Linked DNA regions of Gossypium arboreum: region 1 is linked to region 2. Evidence: chromatin contacts called from public Hi-C data. All regions are on one chromosome and are shown on one strand. The core of a region is the stretch at or near the end of the contact, and the rest is flanking DNA. Distances in the headings are between cores, read along the strand shown.

The links. A called contact is a pair of places that touch in the nucleus more often than the background predicts.
Region 1: a contact with region 2 is called in a Hi-C map of leaf, with 2.7 times the contacts expected there. The contact joins the promoter of LOC108483589 here to the promoter of LOC108483663 in region 2. A contact is called at or near these places in 2 of 5 Hi-C or Micro-C datasets (both in leaf).

The regions. Positions count from the first base shown.
Region 1 is chr1:14,676,408-14,680,178 of ASM2569848v2, forward strand. It overlaps LOC108483589, which reads right to left and starts at 2,131. Exons shown (of 16, transcript XM_017787073.2): 1 at 1,809-2,131; 2 at 1,629-1,712; 3 at 1,388-1,461; 4 at 1,270-1,303; 5 at 1,095-1,153; 6 at 570-684; 7 at 410-447. The coding sequence starts at 1,985.
Region 2 is chr1:14,517,968-14,521,534 of ASM2569848v2, forward strand. It overlaps LOC108483663 (structural maintenance of chromosomes protein 2-1), which reads right to left and starts at 1,419. Exons shown (of 21, transcript XM_017787179.2): 1 at 1,036-1,419; 2 at 598-950; 3 at 1-430. The coding sequence starts at 915. It overlaps LOC108480391 (cell number regulator 6-like), which reads right to left. Exons shown (of 5, transcript XM_017783376.2): 4 at 3,173-3,438; 5 at 2,155-2,598. The coding sequence ends at 2,377.

The DNA of each region.
Region 1 (3,771 bases), core at 881-3,380, 160 kb after region 2:
TGTGAGCGATAATAAAAATCAAGAAAATAATAACAATAAACATCTAAATCAAATGCATTATTCAATTTAAGGTAGTGCCTTTACATCTACCTTTACCTGAAAAAGCAAATGATTAGCAAAATAAACTTTTTATCTTGTAATCAATAGATAGCTGTAGTGACACTTCAGTGGAAAACCAAAAAGTCACATTCTAAATGAAAACCTTAATTCCTACCATGTATAACTAGAACAAACTATTACAGGTTGTGGAAAATGTCTTCCTTTGATTGAAACCATAAAATGTCTTACTTGATAACCATCATTTTATTTAATTTGTTGCACTGGTTCGAAATAGTCAGAAAACTTCTGAATTGGAACAGAAAGCTGTATAATATAAGAAGAGAAGAAAATAAATAGATTCTAGACGTACTCCGTTGCTGTGCGCAGCAATTCATAAACCATATCTGTCTGTAACAAGTCAAAAAAGAAATGTAAATACATAAAATAAAATAAAATAAAAAACATAACAAACAGGTTTAACCTTATGAAGAAAATATTAAAAGTTCAGAAGAAGAAACAGAATGCTAAACCTGTAAGACATTAGGCAAGTTCAGCCTCTGTGCAAGTTGTGTGGCTATTGTAGACTTCCCAACACAGGCAGTTCCACAAACAAGAATCACCAAAGGAACCCTTTGATGGTGAAATCTGAAAGAAAGAAACAAAGAACGCTTAGAAGTTCCTTAGATATTCTTGTTCTGATATTTTATGTCAAGAGAAAGTAATAAGTCAATGGAAATTTGTTCCATGCATAGTCCAACTTAAACTTATTCCAATATTACTTGTGTCTTTATAATCATCAAGTATAGGGTGAAAACATGCATTGGACCTAGACCCACAATACGACTAATTATCTAGCATAACAAATTGAAGATAATTACCCAAAAGGGGAAACTCTTATAAGGAAGAAAACACCATTATCAGACAGTTAGGACAGTTCTTTTAGCATAATTAGCTTTGATGCTACTAAACATGCAATAAAGAAGTTGAAAATGAAATTTTAATTCCATAATCAGGCACCATGTAATTGTTTGGCATCATCTTGAAAGCTAACTAACCTGGTCATCATCTTGTACCGATTTATATACTCTTCCCCATAACCACGCCGCTCCATTAGCTGCACAAAGTGTATGTTAGAACGCTCCACAAAGCTACAACCTCCAATAAATCTGGAAGTGCTCTCCGCTCTACTTTTTCATCCATAAAACAAACTCGAAAATGTTAAGAACACACCTTAAAAAGATTAACTTCCAAATCAGACTGTGAGCTGCACAAGTATATGACGAATAGAACATTAATATATATAAATAAAACTGATAAATAAATCAAAAGAGACAGAAAGAAATCATACACATCCAAAAGGCTGTTGTCTATAAGCAGCTTCTTGAGCTCAAGAGCGATTTTAATAGCTACATGATTCGGAATCTGAAACCCTCATGTCATAACGACACATATAAAATAAATAAACCAAACATAATCTAGTAAAAAACCACATAAATAGTAAAAAGCGAAGAAAATAAAGAAATTCAAGCAAGCTTATTTCAATAAAATCCTTTAAAATCATTATTTAAAAAAATGAATGGAATTGAGACCTTTGTGACAGTTAACATTCTGCTGAGCAAAAATCTGGATAAAACATAATAGTGATCGGCGTTATCACCCAACCAGACCCTCACCTAAAAATCCAAAAAGAAATAAAAGAGAAAACATATGAAAATCGGAAGATACAGTTTAAACTTAATTAGAATAAATGAGATTTGGAGAGATAGAACCTTGACGAAGTCGTATTTGGAAGAAGCGTTGCGAGGACTGGATTTGACTGAAGGAAAAGAGAAACTGGTAATCTTGTCGTCGTCTTCGTCTTCACCACTGTAATTGTGGTTAGCTCTTGAACGCTCTGCAACTCCCTTGCCCTTGATGTTGTTCATCGTCCTCTCATTTTCTCCCATTTTCTTTTCCTTTTCGTTTTGGATTTCAATGATATTTACTTCAGACCTTCGATACCGTTTCCCTCGACTTAAAACTCGATACTGTCGGCTAAAGCCGTCCACATGGTTGCCACTTCAGCATTCAACTTCTCTTTATTTATTTTCGTAATAATAATTATTAAAATATAAGTAAATAGTGAAGTAATTCCTTTATAATATAAATATACGCGTCTGTTAATGTTTGTTAGAAATAAGATTTGGGAAAAATTTACAAATGGTCACCCAACTATGTCCACATTTCTGTTTTGATCACTGAACTTTAAAAATATTTTATTTAGGCACTAACATTTGTATTTGTTTTTATTCTAATCACCCGCTGGCCTTTTTCTAATGGGTATAATAACATATTTAACCCTCAATACTTACATATTTTATTAATTTGATCCTAATTCTAAGTAATTCAATAAATTTAATCTTCACATTTATAAATTTTATCAATTTGATCCTAATTCTAAATAATTTAATAAATTTAACTCTTCACATTTACAAATTCTATCAATTTAATATTCAAACTTCCTAACTAAATCTTTCAAATTTTAAAATAAAGACATTCCACATTTATAAAAAAAAAATTATCTCCTACATGCATATATGTTTTATTGGACAGTTGCACTATTAGGTCGAAATTAAGAAATGTAGTTAATTGTATTTACTTACCAAATGTTTAAAACGATATAACCAGTCGCCTTTCTGCTTTGGTTTTTATTTTTCAATTGACTGAAGGTATAATATTTTCAGGGTTTCAATCAATATTGTTCTTTTATTTTATAAAGCCCACTTCGGGGTTTACATCTTTAAAAGGAGGACTTTTGCTAGCATCTCAAATTTTGTAAAAATGATAGGTACGCGAGTATTTTAGTTTTTAAAATTAGTGTTAAATTTATAAATTAGTATTTTATGATCAAATTGATAGAATTTATAAATGTGAAGGGTTAAATTTATTAAATTATTTACAAATAGAATCAAATTGATAGAATATATAAGTATTGAGGACTAAATGTGCTATTATATCAATTAAAAAAGTCATGTCATTATTTCTATTATCAATTTAACAACGAGTGACCAAAACGAAACAAATACAAATGTTAATACTTAAATTAAAAATCTTAAAGTTTGATGACCAAAATAGGAACATGGATATAGTTGACGAATCATTTGTACAATTTACCCATAAAATTTTGATTGAATTGATGTATTGTATTATCGAGTTTCAACTGATATTCTTGAGACGAACATTTACATATTTTAAACTTCAATATATTTTTTACTCAATGGTTTTTGAAAGCAACAAATTTTATTATCTTAACTAAAACCGCACTTAATTTATTTATTAATTTTATTTTTATAATTTTTTTATAAATGCATGCATATAATAAAATGTATTAAACACACCATTTTTTTTCAAAACACACCATGATTAAAACAAAATGAATGAGATATTACAAATATATTTTGCTTGTGGAATTTTTAACTGTATTCAACTAATTTTACTTATTGTCTAAATTTTAAAATGTTAATCTTTCTTTAACATTATTTAAAAGAATCTGTTAAACTTCATATAGATTATTAAAATGGTTCCATTTTAAGATTTGAATATTTATAATAAAAATAAAACAATTAACTTTTTATTACCTTACATATACTTTAGATTGATATTTATTTAAGGTAATAAAAATTCATTTAAATTAATTTTTGAATTGTGCAAGATTTGGTAAGAAACTAAAATGTAAGTTATTTAAAATAAAAT
Region 2 (3,567 bases), core at 169-2,668:
CCGCACTATCTCTAATCGTCTCTGCTTGAACATACTCATAAGCAACACAAAACCTTTTAAGTCGATCCAGCTCCGCATTCCCATTAGCCCATTGCATATACTGCATCCGTTCTTTTCTTAACTTCTCCAAAGCAGGCAGTATTTCTTGATCAAGAAGCTTATTTATCTCATCTACCTTACTCTGTTTCTTCTCGAGTGTTTTCAATGCGAACTCTTTCTTTGTTTCATACATTCTTGTTCCAGCAGCCTCTTCAAGCATTGATAAAATCTCAGGAGGTTTCATATTTAAAACCTTGGTGATGCGACCTTGCATTATCAGAAAATGCGGATTATTAACATTAAGTTGAACCGAATGGAAAAGGTTCTGTACTTGGCTTGGCTGCGCAAGTTTTCCATTGATCAAATATTTGTTCCTCCCACCAACTACAATCTGCAGAGGTTTCAAATATATTTTCAATTAAAAAAAAAAGATAAGAGTTCCATGAAATCATATAAATTAAAACTAAAGAAACGGGAAATCTTGCAAGAATAATTCAAATTGAAATAAAATTATAACTGAAATAAGGGGGGGGGGGGGGGGGTTTATTCGTGACCTACTTGTCGAGTTACTGTAATCTCAGAGTGATCCGCATAACCAAGTGGACTCCGAGATCTATCGGAGTTGTCGAAAATAATGGAGACAGTTGCCTTAGTAATTCCAGCTTGGCCTTGCTTGTAAACGAGCTCTTGAAGATTGGCAGCTCGAACTTGCTGCAAATTGGTGATACCTAGGACAAAGCAAATCGAGTCCAAAATGTTGGATTTCCCCGACCCGTTTAAACCCGTAATGGCATTGAAGAAGGGATCGAAACCAGGGACGACGGTCCTCGTGGCGTAGGATTTGAACCCTTCCAAACATATTTCCTTGATGTACATTGCGCCTCAATTGCGGGACTCGGAGAAGGAAAATCCTATAATTTGAAAGGACAAGAGAAATGGAGAGAAATCGCATGGGATTGTGAAGAAAATAAGTAGAGATATTGCAATTAGCTTTACCTGGGTTGCCCTTTGGAGGTCTTCAGATGAAAAAAGCGAGTGAGTTACAAATGAAGGTTTAGCAGAAAAGTAAGAAATGGGAAGGCTTTGAGGTCATTTTAAATTCTGAAATTTTGAGAAACTGAAGAAAGAGCGGGAAATACAGATGTCAGAATTGTTTTAAAAATATAAATATATCGCGGAGGAGGATGCCCTAGGCCCTCTTATCACTTCTTTCACGCCCCAACTACAGGGCCTCAACACCCACCCTACTTTTTAGGTTTTACTTCCCAAATTCATTTACAATCCAACTCAAAAAATCGATTTCTTTTGGTTTATTCTGTTTCTTGGTTTAATCAACTTTCGTGTTTGACTTAATTCATTCCGTTTTCAGTTTAACCCTAACACACAAAACCAAAAGTTCATAACCTTACGTATCCAAACTCAAATATCTATTAAAACTCTTAAAAGTCTAGACCCATTAAAATTTAAAACCCAATACCCGTTAATATTTAAAACCCAAATTCATAATTTGAATTTTTTATGATATTCATTTTAATTTTTATTATTTAATATATATAAAAAACCTAAATTGATTCAATACCATCCATCCCGTCCGAATTGAAGTGCCAACTCTACCTTAGTCCATCCTTTCCTTGCAGGTCCAACGAAAGTTCATAACCCAACACTCAGTCTTCCAACAATCCAGATCCGTTTCAAGAAGACGCAAACACACAAGACATGACAGATTTTGACAATCAACATTACTAAAACAATGCCTAATATATATGTATCCTACTGAGGCTAAAATTTTGACACTTACCCGACATAATACTTTCTGTTCTATTTATATATGCACAAATTAATACAACATGGAAAGCGAAATTCAATATACACGAATTGCTATGCTTGGTTTATACATCTTTCATCATCAGTAAATACAACTTAAAAAATCATAAACTTTAGCACTTGATATAAAATCTCTAAAATCTTACTGCTACATGTTATGGTTGGTTGAAATGTTGATGCTGGTTTTGCATGGACATGGCTTAGACTGCAAATCTCCAGGTACCACTTCAATGGGGTGATAGCAATTGACAAAAAATCATGAAGGATTATGTACAATGAAACAACTAAAAATGAAGTAACGGCATCTCTGTATATATATAGCAAATCAAATGCCTCGCTGATTAGGGAATTATCTCTCAGTGTCAATAGATGTACCATGAGAAGAGTATGGAAAAGTTCTTCTGAAGACTAACCAATTCTACAGAGAAACAAGGCATGAATATTTAAATAAAATCCCTCCAACACAAAAATCATTCAACAATATGCGCCATTTTTTACTAAGAATGCCGGAACTTAGAGAGCTTGCATCTCCAAGTTTGTGCTAGTCCCAGAGGGTGGTGGTGTGGAATCCTGGTTTTCATTATTGGCGGTCATCTCTTGAACAGGAGGAGGGTTGACAACAGTCATTGGCATGACAAAGTCATCTGATAGCCGTCCCTTCATCTCTCTATGCTCCTGGCATAAAGCACACCAGTGCATGCAGCAATGCACCATGCAAGGATCACAGGGTGAATTCTGCAATTAACAAATACAAGTCAGAAAATGTTAAAAGTAGAAGCTCTTACTCCCATCTGTTTTTGGGCAAACTTACTACTGGATACCGGTACAAATTAATAGACATATTGAAAATTCAAATGTCAGCAACTAAAACTCAGGCATGGATATCAAATTAATTTGAATATGAACCAACATCATTCTCCACAGTCCGTGCCAAAAGACACAACAGGCTAGTGAATTAGTAATCTTGGTAAGAGACAAAGAGTAATTACTAATCAATACTAAATTACAATTGATAATATTCAGAAACAAAAGGTTTCAAGACGTTCAAATTGTTAGATAGAACTCTAAGTCAAATCTTTTTTCTTCTTCAAATTTACTTCTATGGATATAAGCTAATTCGCTGATCATAAAAACCATGTTTAGTTTAGTTGGACCAAGTAATACTCTATTTTATGATAGTACACGTGCTTATTTGATAAAATACTGTGCCACTTTGGAACTACTTAAACTGGATAGTCTATATTTAGAAGGTTGTGCTTGTTTTGCATTAATAATAAGTGCATATGGGCAACGAAAGATTAGATACTACCTTGAGATGATACTTTTTCTGTAAGGATTGCCGAGAAAGGCCAGTATATATTCCACACATCCACCAAGCAAACAACAAACCCTCGTAAATGAGAAATGTTGTCTTCGGCTCAATACCATGGACAAAAGCTGTTGCAACTGCCAATGCAATGCCACCTTCAACACAAATAGCATGACAAATGCATGGTGTAGTCCAGGGCGTATCATCTCTCAAGCTCTCAATATTACGCCCAAATAGAACACATGGACAAAATAGTCCCGTCCAGCCTGCAGCACAAATCAATATGCTAATGTAAATCACAATAGCTTTAATGAAGGATAATAGCATAGAAGTGTCCTAGGATAAACTATTTTATTACAGCAGCTTCCTTATAAAAGTTTTCTCCCTCTGTTACA